2 separate regions of the Danio rerio genome follow, and region 1 is linked to region 2. A link is a contact called in public Hi-C data. All regions are on one chromosome and are shown on one strand. The core of a region is the stretch at or near the end of the contact, and the rest is flanking DNA. Distances in the headings are between cores, read along the strand shown. Region 1 has its middle 30 kb from the start of rrp12. Region 2 overlaps ptpn20 (protein tyrosine phosphatase non-receptor type 20).

Region 1 (4,326 bases), core at 16-2,515, 140 kb after region 2:
AGAACTTTGAATGTTAATTTTGGGTATTTATTAATCAAGTATTAAATATTTTAGTAGATGACTGCATGTGCAAGATTAGAACAAGCTTAATAGAGTAATTGTGGTATACATTATGCTCAGTTTTAATTTGTGGATGATATAAATTGGCCGCATCTTTAAAAATGAAAATCTGACTTGTTGTGACTGCAGGGCAGCACTACAGTCCTCTAATTTATTTAGCCTTGGGTTCCTGGTAGGCACTTGAATATAAAATGACAGGGTGTCCACCACTGGTACAGGATGCTCAGGCATGACATTTGATATAATATATATTTGTCTTTTCCTTTGTGGAATATGGTAATACACAGTAGTTCTGAAGAGTAAGAAAATATTAAAGTGAAAAATTTTATGTTCATGGGTTGGACTCTTGGTGCTTGTGTGAATGTGTCTTTTGCTTTCAAGAAAATTTTTAAATAATCCCATGTCTTCCCTTTAATTATAGGAAAATAAGATCAATATTATAGCCATTGAGTGTATATGTAGAAAAGGAATGATAAAGTATTCAGTTTTAGAATTGTTTGATCTTGAGCTCAAGATCTGGCAGTGAAAAAAGCAATAGCTTTAAAAGGATATTCCACAAGCCAGCAAAAATATGTGACAATTTTCTAGTAAAATATAAATTTTTTTTAGCTGAATCATGGTCCTTGGTGATGATTTGTCTGTAAATTGTTTGACATGCTTTCAAAAATCAAACATTTACTGCCATTACGTCTAAGTTACATTAAAAACACAGCATTCATTCTGTCCAAATTCTACAGATAACAATAAATCTTCTTGTTTAGCTGTATTTCCCTTTATTTTCACATATGGCTGACAGTCAACCTCGTTCTGCTCTGAAAGGAATTAATACTCAGCAGGAGCTTGATTCCCATCATGTAACTTGACATGATTCATATGGTCTGATGACTGCAGCTCCTTTGGCTGGATGCGCTGAACACTCATGAGAAACATCAGAGTGTTGACAGGAGCCACAAACCTGCAGGCCTCACTGGAGATCTTCACAATAACAGCTACACACTATGACTAACATCCACTGCCTCAGATTCAGAGGAGGCTCGTTCATGTCCATTTACAACAATAATCGAAATACAAGTCTCTTTGTCATGTCAGATTCAAAACTAGGACGTATAAAAACGTAATTATTTTGCAGTTACAAGTTACAACCATTAGTAACGTTTTGAAAGGAATGTACGTTTCAATTTGACCTTTCAATCTCCTGTGAAGAGAAACAGTGCCATCTGTTGGCCAAAACTACCGTTGTACACTAGACAAATTTGAAATAATTGGTTGAAATACGTCTGGCCAGGGCCGGATTAACCAATGGGCCTTATGGGCACAGGCCCAGGGGCCCGTGCGCACTAGGGGCCCCTGCGAGGGGGGAGAAAAAAAGACAATTTCGGAGTGTCTTTTTAGGCTAATTGCAAATAGCGCATCTAGTTGGACTAAGCTATTCGGGGTTTACGCCCATCGATGCCTCATTGATAGAGACAAGATGAGTAAAGAGCTGTGAACTAACACAGCCGCAGTGGCGCACCTTGTAAGGCACACGGCTTCATCTTTTGACGCGATTAATCATAACATCGGTTCGAATCCACCATCAGCTGAACTCGTGCTACTTTTATTTCTCCCCATTACATATCAGATTGGAAATATATTTATTTTTAACAGGAAAGAAACATTTTTTTAAAATAATGCAAATGTGATATAAAGTCACAAGTGTCTCGTGGGTATTTAATAATGTTTAGCCTTATTATAGGCGCCTGCCGCGCCTCCCTCTCTTCAAAAACTATATTGCTCAGACAACTGTATTTCCTCTGAGCAAAAAAATCGCGATCAAATATTAATATTAGTATTATATTTAAATTGCCTTTCTTTCTTTAACTAAACAGAATGCTGTAATTGGTCAAGTGCGGAAACGTCAGTTTTGTAATAACCCGCACTAAACTGAGCGGACTTCAGTGTAACGTTATATCTGTCATAGATCAAAAATGAGTGGACAAGTGGATTTAGCAAACGCGAGAGAAAGAGGAGAGGAGGCATCTTTATTGAGGCATTTTCCATACACACCTTCTTTAAACAGACCTGTGATCAGGAGAATGAGGGTACAGAAGAAGACGTTAACTTTAAATGACGAGTAGCTAGCATTAACCAGGCGGAGGATGCTAACGGCAGCGCAGCGCGGACTGGATCCATCATGTGAGAGACAGACAGAAAAGGAGAGAGAGAGGGAGAGAGAGAGAGAGAGAGAGAAAGGCCCAGAAGAGGAGAGAGACGGGAGAGAAGAGGTATAGTGTGTGTGATTTCGGATACTTTTAGGTTTATAATCAAGCCTTCATCACGAGAAGAGTAGAGAAAATACAGGGAGAGGAGGAGAGAGACAGTAAATCAGTGTTTGTATTATGAAAGACTCAGATTCATAGAACTGGATTGGAGAAGCATTGTGCGTTATATGCCATGGCAATAATATGCTTTATAAGTTTGTAAAAGCAATACACTAAAATACCCTTAAAAAAATAAATTATATATATATGTGTGTGTGTGTGTGTGTGTGTGTGTGTGTGTAGTTTTATTAGTATTTTTATTTAATGCTTTGAAAAATAATTTAAATCTTTGCAGACTATAAATACATATGTACTATATATCATTTATTTAAATATGTGGGCAACAAATTATAGATTCATTTTATTTAAAAATTATTATATTATTCTTATTTTTTAAATTCAACTACAGGGGTGCGGCCAGGTAGGGGGCCTTACAAGATAGTGTGCCCAGGGGCCCCTGAGTTCTTAATCCGGGCCTGCGTCTGGCATTTTAATAAAATTAACCTCAACAACAAAGATTCATTCTATAATCTTTGTAGGATTGTTTGTAGCTAAAAGTTCACCAAAAGCGTCTCGTGAACATCATGATAAACATAGCAGACTAATGTACTTCAACGAGTGAAATGAAGTGAAAATATGCAAACACAAATTAGTTAATTAAAACACCCGAAATTAACTTCCTGTGATATCGCAAGAACATCTTCAATGCTAAATTTTCAAAAAAGCCATATAGAAATTACTCAGGAGACTTTGGAAACCCTCAACAACTAATAGTGAATTACTATTGTACTCTAAACCAGTTTCTCAACCACCCAGCTCTGCACATCCACGTCTCCTTAACCAAACACAGCTGATTCAGATCAGCAGCTCTTTAGCTGAGACCGAAAGACCTGCTATGGGTGTGACAGATAAGGAGACATCCAAAACAATGACCTCCAGGAACGTGGTTGGGAAACTGCTCTAAACCACTGTATATTATTTTATTGATCCCCATTTCCAGTATACATTAAAAACAGTCAATTGATTAGCTTTATACCAATGATAATGAACCATGATAATAAAAAAACAGCAAACATTGACCATTAAAGTTCCGATTTAAGTGTGCTTTCGGACATTTATTAGGTACTAACCATTACATTAAATTATCATCATAACAATTATTATTATTATTTATTAAATTATTATTATTTAGCTGGGACATGACTTACTAAGTCAAGATTGTCAAATTCTAACAAAATAATTGGCATTAAAAACAGCAAATTACGACATTTATCAACCCAGATATAGCACAGTTGTTGTATACAAAAGATGCTGTATATAAAAATCACACTTGTACAAAAAAAGAACTTCTTAGAGGGCCATGAAACCCCCGTCTCAGCAGGGTGTTTCACATTGCATTGATATTAACGTACTGTATTAGTAACTAAATCATTTTGACTAAGGTATGACTTTAAAAACTGAAAGAGTACTGCTGACAATACAAACTAACTTTGCTATCTGAATAAACAAACAGAGCACATTGATCTCACACTTACCAAATCTGCAGAGACAGGACAATCAACACAAACTGCAACCGCATCTTTTTTTAAAAGGAGACAAGTGGCATATCCAGATTTCAACATTTCCAGAAGCGAAAAGCTTTCAGGTAAAAAAAAGGTTCCTTACAAACATAATTTTGTTGCGTGTTAGCAGAGCACTGTAATCCACACACACGAGTACAGCTGCGCTCTCATAGCGAGGAAACAAAAACAGTCTTCGAAGCTGTCATGCATATTAATAAAGTTGCACCTCATTTACAATAGAGCGCGCTAATTGGTTCTAACCAAGTCTCTCTCATGGATGCTGAAAGCTCAAAGACATCACGTTGTATTCGCCGGTACAGACAGCCAGTCAACATCAAATAGAGATCTTCAGGATGTACATGCTCTGTCTATCCGTTTTCTCATCCATATATAGCAGAAATGGG
Region 2 (4,433 bases), core at 511-3,010:
ATATGTATATGTATATATATATATATATATATATATATATATATATATATATATATATATATATATATGTATATGTATATATATATATATATATATATATATATATATATATATATATATATATATATATATATATATATATGTATGTATATATATATATATATATATATATATATATATATATATATATATATATATATATATAAGAACAATCATTTTAAGGTCAATATTATTAGCCTCCTTAAGAAATACTTTTTTTTCCATTTGCTAAACATTAAAACACTGTTGTCTAATTGCTTGCCTAATCAATTAACCTTACTTGCCTAATAAACCTAGTTGAGCCTTTAAATTGCACTACTGCAAAATAACTAGTCCAGTGGTTCCCTAAGTGGGGGTCGCGAGACATTGAACATATTATTAAACTATTAGAACTACCATATTTCATCCATAACCTACAGAAGATAAAATACTATTTGGTTACATATTTAAAAAACAACATGGAAAAAAAAGCCATCAGCCTTTCATTTTTTTCCATTGGATTGCAACCCCTGGGTTGTTTTGGTTATATTAATGACACAGCAATGTTGTCAGATGCAGCAGATTGATTTTATGGCATAATGTTCAACTTTGACACCTATACACACTCACATACATTAAAAAAAGGCCACAACTGAACATGGAGGATGATCAAAATCTCCTTAACAAATTAATAATGACAGAAAAAAAAGGTTGTTAGACTGCTGCACTTTTTTGTGCTGTTAATATGCTCATGTGTATTTAGTTCCTATTGGTGTTTGTGCACATTGTGTGCAATGTTTGTATGTTTATAACCACCTTCGAGAATAGTGGGGGTTGTGAGTAACTGGAATTGTTATTTTGAGGGTCGAGGGCTTAAAAAATTTGGGAACTGCTGACCTAGTTAAATATTATGTACTGTTATCATGGCAAAGACAAAAGAAATAAGAAAGGAGTTATTGACTTATAAGTAATGAGTAAATGAGTTCTCTCTGTTAAACGACACTTGGGAAATATTTTCAAAAGAATGAAAATTTCAAATGAGGGCTAATAATTTGGACTTCAATGTGTATATCTGCATAGTTTGTGATTGAACAGTAGCATTTTGGTGAGGGGTTTATCATCAACTGCCTTAAAAATTGAGTCAAATAAACGTAGTGAGATTCTTTGTTTCAGCTTAAGATGTTGAGTTTCACAATATTCAACAAAACTCAACATCTTAAGCTGAAACAAAGAATCTCTCTAAGTTGAGTTGACACATTTTCAAGGCAGCTGGTGAACTTAAGTTTATAAATGTAACCAAGTGAAACGTTTTACAGTGAAAATTTTGAAAACACCTTACAATAAGGTCTAATTTGTTAATATTATTTATTATAAACTATTGGACATTATATTTTTGTTCACAAATAAACTACAAACAAAACATTTTACAGAATTTATTAACTTGTAAATCTTATAACACTAATGTTAACAATTCAAACCACATTGTGATGTCTAACCAAAAAATCTCACATCCTGAATACTGATCTGTCTAACCTGAGCAAATGGATCAGTTTCCATCACTTTATACTAATGTTTTAATTCTAAATCCAATAAAGATTTCTGTGCAGTACTTTAGAAGGCCTCAGTGTTTAGTTTGCCTAAATATCCCAGTTTCTCTGCCCCTCTTCCTGTAGAGCTGTATCCTGCAGGTGGAGTTCACCAAGCCTGATCGTGGTGGGCTGGGCTTTGCACTGGTGGGCGGAGTCAACGGCAGCACACTGAGAGTGAAGGACATATGCTGTGGGGGCGTGGCTGAGCAGGACGGTCGTCTTCGAGTGGGTGACATCCTTCTGGAGGTGTGTGTCAATCTTTTGCTCAGTTAACACATTTACATGCACAACTAATATGCTGATAACTTAAATCAAATCAAGCTTATAAAAATCAACTGAAATAACCCGTTGTCATGGTTTACATGCAAGACTTTATTATTACATCAGAATATTTTCCCCTGAATATTTAAATTTCTAATCTTACTAAAGATAATCTATAGGAAGCATTCTGTATATGTTGTTTTTAGATTGTTTTTTAAATAACCAATATTCAACGTCCCGGAAACGCAAATTTTATGGTTGCAAATAATAATTTAAGAGTAACCATGAGAGAACGTTCTCTATAGATGTGTTTTCTTTAAAATAACCACCCTACAATGTTCTGGGATTGTTATTTCATGGTTATCAAACAAACTAAAAAGAATGTTGACGTAAAGTCAGTTTTTGGTTCTTGAAAAAATAATAAACAGGAACCAAAAACATATATTAGGGGAACATTAAGTGTTTGCTGTTCTGTCACATTCGCAAATCCACACTTCAATAATGATGACAGAAAACATTTCATTGCATTGCTAGGTGAAGTTGGAAAAGGCAAAAATCTAGTTGTGACATAACTTATTCTGATGAAGTAAAAATAGGTTGGCATGTTTACAAGATGTGCACATGCTTTGTTAGGTTATGAAACATAATCAGGTTCAGAACATGCAAGCAAGTAACAAGTAAACACAGATTTTTACATCAGAGCTGTGTGTGTGTGTGCAGGTTAATGGCATCATTGTATCAGGACTGAGCCATAGTAAAGTTGTGGATATTTTGAGGAAGGCGGAGGGCACGGTTCAGCTGACGGTGTGTAGGGACATCCTGCCCATGTCCGCCTGCTCTGCTTCCAACTACCCCACTGAGGCCCATGGGAATTTCAACACACTGAATTCTGCAGGTCAGCAAACTTGATACGACCCGCTCCGGGTATCCCTCCTGTACTGGGGCATCTATTACATTAGATTGACTGCAACATTAAAATATAATATAATTAATGATGCAGTCAATCTAATGATGTGTTTCTTCTAACACTTTTTATAAGTAAGTACCAGGACGAAGTGCTATAAAAAGCAATACCTTATAAATAGTGTATTGTATCAATAGTTATAAACAGTTGCATCCTCAATATATAATAATAAACCAGTATTTAGATTTGATCAGTTTTTACATTGTACCTAAACTCTAAATTAAAAAAAATTTGTAATACATGCTTTTCAAAGGTTTGATAAGAGAAGGATTTATTAATGAGTTTATAAATTTTTTATGAAATTTTTACTTTAATACTTTTTCAGCACAGATCCTTTTAGTTGAATTAAAATGACAATGAATGTTTCACAATATTTCTATTTAAAATAATGAAAAAATAAACTTAATTTAGAAATCCTTAATAAATGTATTACTTTCCACAAGTTGTAATAAGCTGCAAAATACTTGATAACATTTACAATGATAATAAGTGTTTATTACAATAATTTTAGGTAAAACCTAAAGATGATGGCAGTTTAAAAAATTTTCTATTTTATCTATTTTCTATTACAAAAAATATATTTAAAATGTGTATAAAATTTTATCCATCAATTTAGATCCCTAAACATTTGAACAGTAGCGTATGTTACAAATATTAATTTCACATTTTTTCATCATTAAATTAGATATTGTAATTTGTAGGATGATGATTAACTATGATTAATTGTTATACATAAAAATCTGATAAACAAATTAAAATCATTTCAACATTGTTATATGTGATACCATTTGTCATGATTAGGGATTAATCACTGGACCGATGCTTGCTAACCCCCACAGGGTTCCGATTAGAGAACTAGAGTCAGTAGTAGATGAAATATAGCTTTAATGATTGCTCAAATGGACATATGTAAGGTTTTTAAGAACAAACTTGATACGACCTGCTCTGTAATCATTAATAAAATATAATTAAAAATGCAGTTAATCTAATAATGTCTTCCTCATAACACTTTTTATAAGTAAGGACCAGGAGGAAGTGCTATTCAAAGCAATACCTTATAAATAGTGGATTGACAAAAAATAGAAAATAGAACAATAGCATTATCGATAGATAAATCAGTGTTTAGATTAGATCCGTTTTTAAAATTTTAACAAAACTTTCAAGAAATATTTTTCATGCAAAATATGTGCTTTTCAAAACTTTAAGAAAAGAAAGATTTATTTTTAATAATAAATGCTTTAATACTTTTTCAGCACATATCCTTAAGCTGAATTAAATTGACTATAAATGTTTGACAAAATTTCTGTTTTAAATAATTAATAAAACACGCTTATAATAACACTCTTACAATTATAATAAGTGTTTATGGGCGAAGCAGTGGCGTAGTAGGTAGTGCTGTCGCCTCACAGCAAGAAGGTCGCTGGTTCGAGCCTCGGCTCAGTTGGCGTTTTTGTGTGGAGTTTGCATGTTCTCCCTACGTTCGCGTGGGTTTCCTCCAGGTGCTCCGATTTCCCCCACAGTCCAAAGACAAGTGGCACAGGTGAATTGGGTAGGCTAAATTGTCCGTAGTGTTTGAGTGTGTGTGTAAATATGCGTGGATG

What was found. A called contact is a pair of places that touch in the nucleus more often than the background predicts.
Region 1: a contact with region 2 is called in a Hi-C map of embryo, with 2.6 times the contacts expected there. The contact joins two enhancer-like sites. A contact is called at or near these places in 2 of 18 Hi-C or Micro-C datasets (embryo and fibroblasts).

The regions. Positions count from the first base shown.
Region 1 is chr13:34,745,351-34,749,676 of GRCz12tu, forward strand. No RefSeq gene overlaps it. Among named protein-coding and RNA genes, the nearest start is that of rrp12, 30 kb to the right of the region's middle. Within about 2 kb of position 1,266, at least 13 of the 62 cell types and tissues checked have an H3K27ac peak or open chromatin away from gene starts, as enhancers often do.
Region 2 is chr13:34,607,416-34,611,848 of GRCz12tu, forward strand. It overlaps ptpn20 (protein tyrosine phosphatase non-receptor type 20), which reads left to right. Exons shown (of 47, transcript XM_073920136.1): 37 at 1,692-1,853; 38 at 2,589-2,763. Among named protein-coding and RNA genes, the nearest start is that of mapk8a, 44 kb to the left of the region's middle. Within about 2 kb of position 1,761, at least 13 of the 62 cell types and tissues checked have an H3K27ac peak or open chromatin away from gene starts, as enhancers often do.